3 separate regions of the Mus musculus genome follow, and all the other regions are linked to region 1. Evidence: chromatin contacts called from public ChIA-PET data. All regions are on one chromosome and are shown on one strand. The core of a region is the stretch at or near the end of the contact, and the rest is flanking DNA. Distances in the headings are between cores, read along the strand shown.

Evidence for each region. ChIA-PET counts read pairs in DNA pulled down with a chosen protein or histone mark.
Region 2: an SMC1A ChIA-PET map of the G1E-ER4 cell line shows a contact between it and region 1, with 18 read pairs. The contact joins two enhancer-like sites. A contact is called at or near these places in 2 of 39 promoter capture datasets (the C10 cell line and cranial neural crest), 1 of 15 datasets of contacts at CTCF or cohesin (the G1E-ER4 cell line), 2 of 484 Hi-C or Micro-C datasets (both in the G1E-ER4 cell line) and 4 of 115 datasets of contacts at active chromatin or transcription factors (CD8 T cells, cardiomyocytes, microglia and 1 more).
Region 3: a contact with region 1 is called in an SMC1A ChIA-PET map of the G1E-ER4 cell line, with 8 read pairs. The contact joins two enhancer-like sites. A contact is called at or near these places in 1 of 15 datasets of contacts at CTCF or cohesin (the G1E-ER4 cell line), 2 of 484 Hi-C or Micro-C datasets (bone marrow-derived macrophages and nephron progenitors) and 1 of 115 datasets of contacts at active chromatin or transcription factors (trophoblast stem cells).

Annotation. Positions count from the first base shown.
Region 1 is chr10:21,510,064-21,513,837 of GRCm38.p6, forward strand. No RefSeq gene overlaps it. Among named protein-coding and RNA genes, the nearest start is that of Gm33892, 60 kb to the right of the region's middle. Within about 2 kb of position 1,453, at least 5 of the 459 cell types and tissues checked have an H3K27ac peak or open chromatin away from gene starts, as enhancers often do. A contact at or near this core is called in the G1E-ER4 cell line, where this site is marked.
Region 2 is chr10:21,684,565-21,688,546 of GRCm38.p6, forward strand. No RefSeq gene overlaps it. Among named protein-coding and RNA genes, the nearest start is that of Gm5420, 4.3 kb to the right of the region's middle. Within about 2 kb of position 1,602, at least 92 of the 459 cell types and tissues checked have an H3K27ac peak or open chromatin away from gene starts, as enhancers often do. A contact at or near this core is called in the G1E-ER4 cell line, where this site is marked.
Region 3 is chr10:21,738,646-21,742,600 of GRCm38.p6, forward strand. No RefSeq gene overlaps it. Among named protein-coding and RNA genes, the nearest start is that of Gm5420, 50 kb to the left of the region's middle. Within about 2 kb of position 1,961, at least 7 of the 459 cell types and tissues checked have an H3K27ac peak or open chromatin away from gene starts, as enhancers often do. A contact at or near this core is called in the G1E-ER4 cell line, where this site is marked.

The sequences.
Region 1 (3,774 bases), core at 203-2,702:
TTTGGGAGTGAAAAGCGTGGTGTCTTCATGTGCACGGCTCATGCTCCGACCTTCTCCAGGTCCTAATCCTTTACCTCCTGGTTTTCCTGCAGCTCCAAAACCAAGTAAATCTTTCCCTTTTCCTTTCCAAGTTAGAAATGGAAGCGGTGGGATTTATCATCAGAACTGCTTCAATCCGGATGGATGGTGCTGAGACTGTTTCCTCCAACCGGCACTGCCTGTCTCTTCCTTGTCACCATTTGGAAGCTGCCCTGCCTCGCCATTTTTAGCATCTCTAAGGGGATTAAGGCTCTCAGTTCATTGTCTTCAAACTTCCACAGGAGAGAATCACAAAAATACTTCAGAGCAAGATGCCTGGGAGCTCGGAGCAGACAGAAGCCCCATCACCCTCCGGACGTGCTTTCTAGCCGTCACAGGGCACCCGCACACAGCAGCTGCGTGGCAGCAGATGAAGTACTTAGCTGGACCCCTTCATTTATCAGATTGTCATGAAACCCTCTCAAACATAATGCCAAGTGCCAGTTACAGACGCTGCTTTTCAGAGTGGGCAAACGGAGGCTTCGGGGAGTGTGAGAGAACCCACTCACGCACCATGGTCCACACAGATACTAAGAAGATGATGTTTTAAAGTTGATCAGTATCTCTGGAATATAAAAGTTTCCTTTTCTTCCCTCCTTCCTCTCCCCCTTCTCTTCCTCCTACTTATTCCTGCACTCTGTTTTAACTGAGGCCTTGCAAACACCACACACACATACATACACACAAATGCACACACACATGCATACACACATACACTCACACATACACACATATACACTCACACATACACACATGTATGCACACATACACACACATACATCCATACATACACATACACACATGCATACACACAAACACACATACATGCACATACACACATGCATAGACACATACACAAACATACACAAACACACACACACACACAAATTGGTGGTAATTTGAGTGCCAGTATCTGGCTTTTGAAAAAAGTACATTTTTCTTTAACTTCTACCTTATACCTAGCAAAAGTTCATCAACAGTACCTGAAGGTTTAAAAGGTTGTGAGAAGCCAATAAACCTCCCAACTTGACTACTCCTTCCCCAACAAAACAAGTAATTGTAGCAAAGCTAAAGCAATTTAACTCCAATTATGGAATTTGTTACTGAGCTGCTCCTGATAGCAGGCAGTATAACATTCATTAAAGGGTCAGCAGGATAGGAGCCAGGAGAAACTGCTTTTGGCACCTTCTGGCCATATGCAGTTACCTCTTAGATTCGACTGAATTACAGCATCTTATCTGCAAAATTAAATTTTCTTCTAAAAAGTGAGCAAGGTGAAAAAAAATCGGCCAGTGGAGAAATGAATGCTCCTCTAAGATCAGTCCGCAAATCTGAGCCACACAGAGAGGCCACTGAAGGACTCAAGATAAGCTTATCTGAGGACACTTTCTTCTAGAATTCTGCACACTGCCCCCACAGTTGCTGAAGCATGTCGGGGATGGAGGCTGAGAGCCAGGGGGTTGTTACTAGGCTGTTGATCTCATGGAAACACACGGTGAAGCCCAGTGGGCAGACTAGCCTGCTACAGAACCCAGCGGAGGACAGCTTCCCCTCTGCTGACAAACTAGAGGCAGCAGCCTGCACCCTTGGACACCACTCAAAGTCTAGTCATGTCCCTGTAGCTAGGTACACAGACTAAGTAGCTGTGCATCTAAATAAGCACCAGTTTATGGGGCCGGGGAGACGGCTGACTCCCATGATAAGGTGCTTACCGTGCAAGCTCAAGAACCAGAACTCAATCCCTGCCCCTGGCATGTGTGTAACCCCTGTACCCGTGCTCCTGCACACACTATAAACACGGACACGAGTGCACACTCACAGACGCACACGCACCTTAAAATAAGTGTGTTTATGAGCACTACTGCTTTGAGGATGAAGCATAGCTACCCATCAAGTGCTCAGCATCACAAAGGGTCAGTGATAACAACGAGGAAGAGGAGGAAGGGATGGGGATGACTACAGAACTGGGTACCAGCCAGAGCAAACTTTCCCTTAAACATTGGATGAATTAGACTCTTGCTAAGATCCATCAAAACAAAGTATCAGTCTTCAAACAAAATGTATTTGGATAATATTTAAATTTTCATTTTCATTCTTAACTGTTTTACTTTGGAGGGAGAGAAAACGTTTCATATTTACAGTGTTTCAAATAAAGAGACAGAGAAAACATGTAACAAAACTAGCCTGTGATTTTGGCCTTTGGCTATTATATAAATATATAAAAGCCAATCACACTCTGGGGAGTGGAATGCTACAAAAATGCAAAACCAGTGAAGAGTATTTTCTGCAGCATCATTTTCTGAGAAGCCCCTGAGTGATGGTGGTGGGTAGAGAAACTGAGGCACAGAGAGTATTGAATAAACATACATTCTTCATTCTGGTAGACTTGCAGGGGGCAAAAAGCGACTCTGTGCATATATTTGGGATCATATTAGCAGTTGAACCAAATTCCGCCCCAGTCAGGTGCTGCCCACGTCTCCTTGCCGTTATCAGAACGCTTCGCCTTGCACATTTTGTCCTGGCATCTGAGCACACAGCCGAAATACTGATGCTCAGATAACATGGAGAATAAAATCCGCACGAAGTTAACACGTTAGAACTTTTCCATGAGTAATGTGCTCCCTGAGATAAGCTTTATTGCATAGAAGCGATTAACAAGTTTATGGGCTGAGTAGTTCATGTTCCCCCATGGCCGAGCCCGCTGGGGACTGAGATGGGAAAGACTCTCCTTCACATTCCTTGACTATCTGGTCTGTATCAGATTCGCATATTAGAGAAGATGGTTCCTGGAAACTTCTCTGTCCCCGTCTTGAGACACTGGCCTTTTCTTCTTATGGTCTAAGTCAGCTTATTTTGTAGACCGTTGCCAACTGTATATCATCCCAGAACACCTTTAAGTACCAAAGAAAGCTAAACACAGCAGGTGGATGACGCATGCCAGGCAGACATGGGTCGAGAGGGGATGGTGGTGAAAACAAATTGCTCAGTCTTCCCCATCAAATGTGTGGACTGTGACTCCTCTCCTGGAGTAGGAGAGTGAAATGTCCTATATAGTGTGCGTCAAGGAAGAGCTCTGCTGACTAGAAAGGATTTCATACATCTGTCTAAGTTTTATTTTTCGAAGTTGTAGTGAAACATTTGCATGTGTTTAAAAAAATTACATGAAAATCTTTATCAAACTAACAGCATCCTCTTAATGCATTTATTTACTTAGTACGATTCCTTGGTAATTTGAGCAGATATTTTCAAGGTAGAAATAAATTGTTTTCATTGCTCTTAGGCTATTTATGGTAGTTGTAAGAGAAATGTTTCTCTAGGCCTTTGTCATGACCCTGAAGTCCTAGATCTGTGTGGAAGACCATCATGAACTCATTGACCCTGCCACTCCTGTGAACCTCTTTCCCGTATAGCAACAGCGATGATAAGATGAAGGTGCCGTCTCACAGAGTCGTGGGAAGCCAGAAAGCATCTGTGAGCTGTTATAAAACTCGGCTTAAACAGCGCATTATTCCTCTGACAATACTAACCATAGCTCAGTTATACTTTAAATGGACTTGCCTAGTAAGAACAGGTTTTCCTTCGGGAGCATCCCTTCAAATGTTCAGTTAAATGAAGCCTTTACATCAATGCTTGCATGCAAAGGCCAGCAAAAATGGCTTTCAAATGTGCAGCAACTTTAGTGCGGTAGCCGTTTAA
Region 2 (3,982 bases), core at 352-2,851, 170 kb after region 1:
CATGCAGTCAGAGGCATTTCCCTTTTGTTTCTGGTCCATTCTCTCAGAGAAAACTGACAACCACCGATAGATAACCTCTTTATTCACCAATTTCCTTAGAAAATGATAAGAAGGGGGTCCTGTCTAGGAAGACAGAGGTGAGTGTATGTGCCAAGCTCCAGCGGGATCGGAAGAGAATTCACCATGGAGGACAGCTACCAGGAAAGCAGCCATGTCTGAGACTGATGGGAGGGTGGTGCTCAGATCAGCCCTTCCTATCTCAGACCCACACATGATTTCCCGATGAAGACATTTGTCCACCCAGCATCGCTGGTGTCTCTAACCATTCCTACCACAGAACAACAGCTGTCAACACCTGCCCCAGACACAGAAGCCAGGAGAGACTGCAAGTGGGAAAGGGACTGCAATACAAAAACAACTCTGTCCTCTTAGGGACAAAATTGCTCCTATCCATTGCTGACTATGTATCATCTTTGACAAGGACTTAACTATGTAACTTCTAATGAATATGATCACTTAATTAAGGAAGCAAGTTGTCACGTGGCTCTTCAGACACCTGGTTCTATGCCAAAAGGAGTCTGGTGGCTTTTCTTTACTAGGGCATTTGAAGTTTAAAATTTCAAATGAGGTTGATGTGGAGAATCAGTGCATGTTAGGGTCACAATAGACAAAGACCTGAATGACTGGACAAAGGAGGGAGGGGCATAAGAGAACGGAAAATTTTAGGGGACTTTTCCACTCATGGGCAGCATACACCCTCATGCAAACAAAGCCTTGAGGCTAAGACCATATTTTTTTTTTAAAGTGATGAAAGATTTGCTAAGGCCTGGGAGGGGGTGAACAATGGCTCTTTTTTAAAATCCTCCAAAATTCAGTCCGACATGCTAGCAGTTGCAGGGGAAAGCCTTTTGTTTCTGTTTCCAAAATGTGAGTTTCCTTCCTGGAGCCCAGAAAGTTTGAGCTGCTGTCTGTCAGAGGCCAGAGAGCTTAACTGTCAGCCTCTCTGCCCTGACATCTGTCCTTGTCCTGAGTCCCTCACGCTGTTAACCAGCCACCTCTGACAGGAGACACTTGGCTCCGCTAGTCAGAGAGAAGCCACCAGGCGGGTTCTGGAACTCTTAGTTTGCTGGGTGTCGCTCAGTAGCAGCCTCCAGTGAGCTGCTCTCCACGGTGGTCTGTACCCGAGTGGGGATGACAAGGACTCCTGACCACACGAGTCTTTGCCACCTGTGTCTTCTTCCCTTCTTCCTCCACGGATTGTTAGAACCACTTAAAAGCAAAACACCAAAAAAAATACCCCTGGTATCTTTAGCTGCTCCAGCTCACTGTGTTCAGATGCAGTTGCTAAGCTCTGTTGGATAAAACTTAGTACTTAGAGAAAAGTCCACACGGAGTTTTGTTGTGGTGGTGGTGTATTGTGTTGTGTGTTTAATTCAGCTGTGGATAATAGAACAGGTTGCCTTTTAAAAAATGCTGTACCCCATCTCCTCCTCCTTTCTCTATCTGACTTCCAACTGCCAGCCAGTCTGGGAACAGCTCGAAGCTCACTGTGGTCATATGCTATACTGTACTTTGGTGCTTAACAACCTTCATCGAGCTGTCACAAACGGATGATCTCATCGGTCCTCAGATGACCCTGAGATGTGGATAGGGTTGCTGGATTCTTTATCACGGGTTCCCACATGAAGAAAGGAGAGTAAATAAATTATATAACACAGCCAAGGTCACTGTGGCAGTGGTGCAACTGGATTCCAACAGAAGCATTCAACTTCCGGGCTGGCCCCCTGGTTTGTTTACCTTTCCACCTTTGTCGATGGGGCCGATCCAACCCTGTTCAGGAAGGTTATGTGCCTCCTTTGAATTCACCGTTTCTCATGGTAAAGGTTAGCAAGAGTGTAGCCACAGTTCTCTGGTCTCAGTACCTACACACATTTGAGAGGTGACAATTTTTTCTGTTTCTATGTTCTGTTTTCATGCTGGCTTATTATTGTCTTTCCTAGCAGGGATTTTCTATTTAAAAGTCATAATGGGAGCAATTTCTTTTATCTCCTTATTTTCTCTCTTCTGTGTTTTCCCTTCCTTTGTCTTTCTTCTCACACTTCCTCTTTGCTTCCTTTTTCTCTCTGCCTGCCTTTTTCCTGCTTCGTGTGTGTGTGTGTGTGTGTGTGTGTGTGTGTGTGTGTGTGTGAGAACATCTCTATGTGAGTATGTGTTATGTGTGTGAGTGTGTGTATGTGTGTATGTGTGTCCGAGTGTCTATGTGAGAATGTATATGTGACTGTGTGTGAGTTGTGTGTATGTGAGTGTATGTGAGTGAGCATGTGAGTGGGTGTGTGAGTTTGTGTGTGTGTGTTGTGTAATTGTGTGTGAGTAAGTGAGTGGGTTGTGACTCTGTGTGTGTGTGTGTGTGCTGCTAATTATGTACTATAATTTCTGGCTAAGGTATAAGTGTTGAGGCCATACGATTTCACAGGCTGTTATTTTGTCAGTGAATTTTTTTAAGTAATAATTTTCTACATGAGTGAAGAGTAGACAATATTTACACTAATCAAAGAACACATATGGTTAAAAAAAATGAAGACAATATAACTTGCAGATTTCTTCAATGGGCAGTGCCACTTGTTCCTTGTCTTCTCAAATGAAGAATTCCATGGAGGGACACGGGCAGTTTAACCACAGGTAGATTTAGCAAAGCAAAGAGGGATGGAGTGGGCTGTTCCAAAGGGGCTTAGAAGGCTGGTGGATTCTGTATGCTGATTTAAGAGGAACGTATGAATATTTATGGATGGATGGCATATTTATGAAGGCGAGGCCAACTTTCTCCTGTCCAAGTTAGGGTAGACTAGATCTCTTATCTAGGGTATTTCTTTTGTAATTCTCTTTAGATATCTATGGGAGGTGGTGGGTGTGGGCCGGTGTTTCAAAGGCATGTAGAGGTGATTGCATAATACAGTCAGTCACAGAATGTGTCATATTGATGGTGTTTGTTGATAAGTCATGTATGGCAGGTTGTTGGCTCGCCTTCCCCCCCCCCAAAAAAAAAAACAATAATAAGAGAGAAGAGATAAGGGGCATTGCAGTGTTGTTTCTCTTTTTATGCTTGTCAGGTTGGGTGCCAGAGGTGAAGCGGGTGGTTAGATAGCAGCTGCACCCTAGAAGCCATGGGTCATGTGATCCGAGCGCAGCTACATACACCAATCATTTCTACTTCTGTACTTTTATCAACGGAATTACAGCAACCTATGTTTTCAGTAAACTTTAACTGCGGGTTTCATTTCACATTTTAAAAATCGTTATTAAAGCATCAGCCTGCTGAAATGATTACACAAGCCTAGAACGGTGCTTCGGGGAGGAGAGATGCGGCTTCTCCGCAGGAGCGAGCAGGGTTTTCAAAGGAAGAGTGGAGGGGAAAGGGCATCGGGGTTTCTTCCACTTTAATATGAAAATCATGAGCATTCATAGGAGTGCTGTCGACTACCTATTAGAAAATGCATGCAGCATGAATAATCTACAGAGCTGACTGCTTTACAGAGATGCTTTTAAAAAAAGAGGGGTTGCTTTTTGCGACCCAGGAGATTTTTGTTGTTTTGTTTTACACCCCAGGTTGTTCTAGAGGGGAGGGGAGTATATGCTTACTATTCAGAAATGAGCCCTCACTGTGAAGTTGGCAAGAGAAAGGAAAAGCCTAAGAAGGGTATTCTGCTCCACTCTGAGTTTCTTTCCCTTTTGGGGCAATAATGGATGGAATGGTTGTCAATACTCCTGAAAATGGAATTTGTTTAAAAGGACTTTAAATGTTATGTTTCTCCCTTAAGGCTGAGTAACAAAGTGTCACTGTGCGAAGTCTTCAAGCTTCCCTGAATGAATAAGGAAATAGATCAGACCACAGAAACTGAGAAATGTCCTGTAGAGTCATTTCGATGACAATTTTATTTTTGAAGCTGGTCATTTAGTACACCCAAGCACGAAAGCTAACAGTGAT
Region 3 (3,955 bases), core at 711-3,210, 230 kb after region 1:
CGGCACCTGTCTTTGGGCATAAACACAAATGTTTAGAAGATAGTACGATGGGGACAGCATGTCTACTTGGTAAAACAAGACTAATAGCTTCCCCTTGAGAACCCAGGGCCTGACAAGCAGTGGGGCTTTGACCAAGTTCGAAGTACCAGACATGAATCCCTCCTGTGAATCAGGTCCCCAGTGGAATCAGAAAGTTGTTGGTTACTCTCCTGGCTGTCATGCCACTGTTGAGAAATAGGTCCATCTTGCCTGGTGGGTCAGTAGTGTAGTGTACAGATGTTGCCTGTAGTTTTAAGCTATTGCCTTTGCTCCACGACCGGCCGTTCTAACAGCCCCCATCCAGCATCCCTTTTGCTCTACCACATTTAGCTCCAGGAGGTGACCATTGCTGCCAGCAGCCCTCCCAGCTTCTCTTGAATCCAAGGATAAAAGACACACATGCAATTTGTTCTTTTACAATTTGCCTTTTTGGCACATTTGCTGGGCATCACTATCTCCCACCTGGAAAAGTGTGCTCTTATCAATTTATTATCTCTGTCTCTCCACCTGCCCTAAACTTCAGTGGCTAGTCTCACCTAGCCCCTGTCAAACACCCTTGGCCACCCACCTGTAGTAGTGGCCACAGGCCCCAGCGCCACCTGAGACCGCACATGGTTGTTGTGTTCTTCTTCCTCCAAAGTGTGGCAGAAAACCTCCTCCCTCTCCTTCCCCGCATCTACCTTTTCCTCCTGGGACCTGAAAATCCCACCTGTACCTTCCACCCAGAGAGTGCACGCAATTATTGTGCTGGATGGTGGGGTGATTCACGCTCCAGTGGGGCAGTGCCATATTCAGAACAGTGTGTATTGAAGTAGGTAGACAGAAAACAAGGCCCTATGGCAAGGCCTTGCATGCCTCTCTTATCTGAGTCCAAGTGAGGTCTTAAGGTATGATCCTTTATTCTTAGACAAATGCAAAAGAGCCTGACCCCCCCTAAAGGAAACAGCACACACTGGGGAGAGAGCCAACTCCAAGTGAGGGACAGCAGCTTCAGTCAGCCTGCCACCAGCAGTGGCAGCTCAAAGCTGGAAAAACAGTAAAATTTTACATCCAAGAATAATGTCTGACAATTCATCACATGTATCAATATACTGTGCGGACCCTTTTTTAAAAGGAAGAATAGTAGATAATGGGAAGAACTTGAAGTATGATTAAAACTGCAGAGGATTATAGTGCAATATGATTCTGCAACTGAAACAGGATGAAGCCTCAGAGGAGAGTGTCTCTATGAACTTGCCATAGCTGGCACCCCAGGGTGTTGAGGCTGGGACATCTCTGAGTGAAAAGGCATGTACTGTTTTGGTAATCATCTAGGAGGAAAGCTGTCTTAAATATTCATCTTTAGAAGTAAAGGGTAAACAGATATCTATTAACTGGGAGGATTCTGACACTCTCTTGTAGGCACCGTGTCTGATATTGTGCTTCTGTTTGATACCTAGCCACCAGTTCCTAAATTAAATGAAAAAAACAGCCTTGAGCAACCTCTCTTATCTGAGTCCTTGTGAGGTCTTAAGATATTATCCTTGATTCCTAGACAGCAGGCTGAACTTTCTCCATCTGCTGCTCACAGCTATGCTAGAGAACAGAAAAGGCTATGGTTTAGGGACATAGCCTCGCAGGAAGCAAGTTGTAACAGACAGTGGAAACTATCTTGTAATTACAGCTGTGAAAAGAACGCAAGTAATTAAGAAAACGTTTTGTTCTCCAAGGTCTGGCTCCCCTGTTTGTTCGCTGGAATGACTTAGTGTTTCTGGAGTTCACAACAGGCCAGAGTCTGGTTCATTAGCTCTAATCTGATTAGGACTTGTGTTTCTTTGTTCTGTGTGTCCTCAGGTGGCAATTTTGGCTGAACATCTCACATTTTTGCCTTGTGGCTAGGTACAGAACCATAGCTTCTCCTGTGCGTTATGTAAGAAGGTCACAGATCTCAGGCATCAGTCTGAAGTGCTGAGTGTGTTTCTTTCCAAACCACCCTGACATGAGAATTTTACTGAACCACAGGCCATAGCACTGCAAAGCACTTGGGTACAAGGAGAGCCCTGCATTGTCCCAGAGAAACTAACAGGGAGACAAAACTCTCCTTTTAAAGTCCATAGAAAAGTGTTCCGAAGTATATGCACAAAGTGTATAAATTTAAATAATGTAAATTAAAATAATATATCTAAGATATGTGTATACAGTTAAATAACTAGAAATGAATTTATGAAAACTTTCTCTAAATCTCTTTAGTTAATTGGTGAATAAATTTCCTTCATCTAGTTAGATATTTAGCAAATTGTCTAAATTAGTTAGGGTTAATCTGGAGTCTGCTGTCAAGACAGATGAAAGCATCTTAAAGGTCACTTGTCAGACATAAAGGGACTGCAATGTAAGCCCACTAGTGATAGAGAAATCACAGAGCCACCTGGAAAAGGCTTTAAGTTAGATATGAAATACAGGTAGGGCCCACATAAATATTATATTTTGAAAAACAAGAACTTTGTACACAAATAGGCAGGAAAGACTGTTTGTGGGAAATGCCACTGGGTACCATGACAACAGTCCCACTGAAAAGTTCTATAGTAATAGACATATAAACATATTACATGTAATACCATAAATATATACCATGTAATACCATAAGCATATATCATGCAATAACATAAACATATACCATGCACTAACATAAACATATGCCATGTAATAGCATAAACATATACCATGCAATAAGTCCATGCAGACTTTCATACTCATTGAATCATGTAGGAAGAAAAGCTCTTTCTGCTATTACAATACTTAGAAGATCTATGTTATTTCAAAAATTAAATTGTCCCTTTATTTATTTATTCAGGCCTTTCAGGTCACTAGGGAATAAAAATGAAGTCATGTGTCAGGGTGGTTCTGGGTGGGACATGTGCCAGTCTGGGGTTCAGGATGGCTCTGGACTGGAGGCTGTGTGCTCTTTGGGGAGGCAGAGAGGCTCACACTTGCCCCCAGCATTCCAACATCTGAACATGAAGTTCTTGGCTCCTGGAGCAGCCGACCGATTAGCAGAGCCTCATGTGACCCACGGAGGACATTTTAATTACAGTCGGTCTGGTAACATTTACCCAGCCGAAGGTGTCTGGTTCGTTAAGTACCCCCCCCCCAGAAGCTGAATCTAAGAAACATATGCCAGACTGGCCTTCGGCCTGTGAAAGATAGGCAGGGCATCTGATCAAAATAGACATGATGACAAGCCCTCAGATTCATTTCATCTAGGGACAATCTCCTCGGGTTCTGTAATGACACCAAAATAAACTGCCCTAGGTTGAGAGGAACCGATACATTGTGTAAAAACCTACAGAGACACAGCTGTGCAGCCACCCCTGTACCCGACTCCAGTTTTCATATCTGCAACACGGTGAAACAGAAAATCCTTCCTGATCTTCGGCTTCAACCCACGGCAGACGGAGTGAGGATAAAATCAACCCTTCGCACCTAGCAGTGTTCAGTCCCTGGTACTTAGCCAGCCGCCCTAACGTTAACAAGCTTAGTTCTGGGAAGTACCTTCTGGACCAAAAGATAAGACCGCTCGTCCCCGGCAAATCGCATTTTCTCAAATATTTTTGCCCAAAGCTGAGGTGTAAGCCTTCTAATAGAATTATGCAAATTTTGTCCTAACTCTGAATGTTTTAAGAAGGAAACATCACTTTGAAGCGTCACAGATACGCGGGCCTGACACTGCAAAAGCAAGCTGGGGACTACAGTCAGTGATGGAGACAGGGATGATACCGGAGGCAGGACCTCCTGAATCTCTGAGGTGGTTATGTTTTGCACAGACTTCAAGCACCTCCTGCCTCGGAAGGTCAGTCTGACTGTGGATGTGAGGATGGAATTGCTGACTGGACATTAGGGGATTATCTGCTTGGCAGAACAGAGCCCGGTTCCAGTGCAT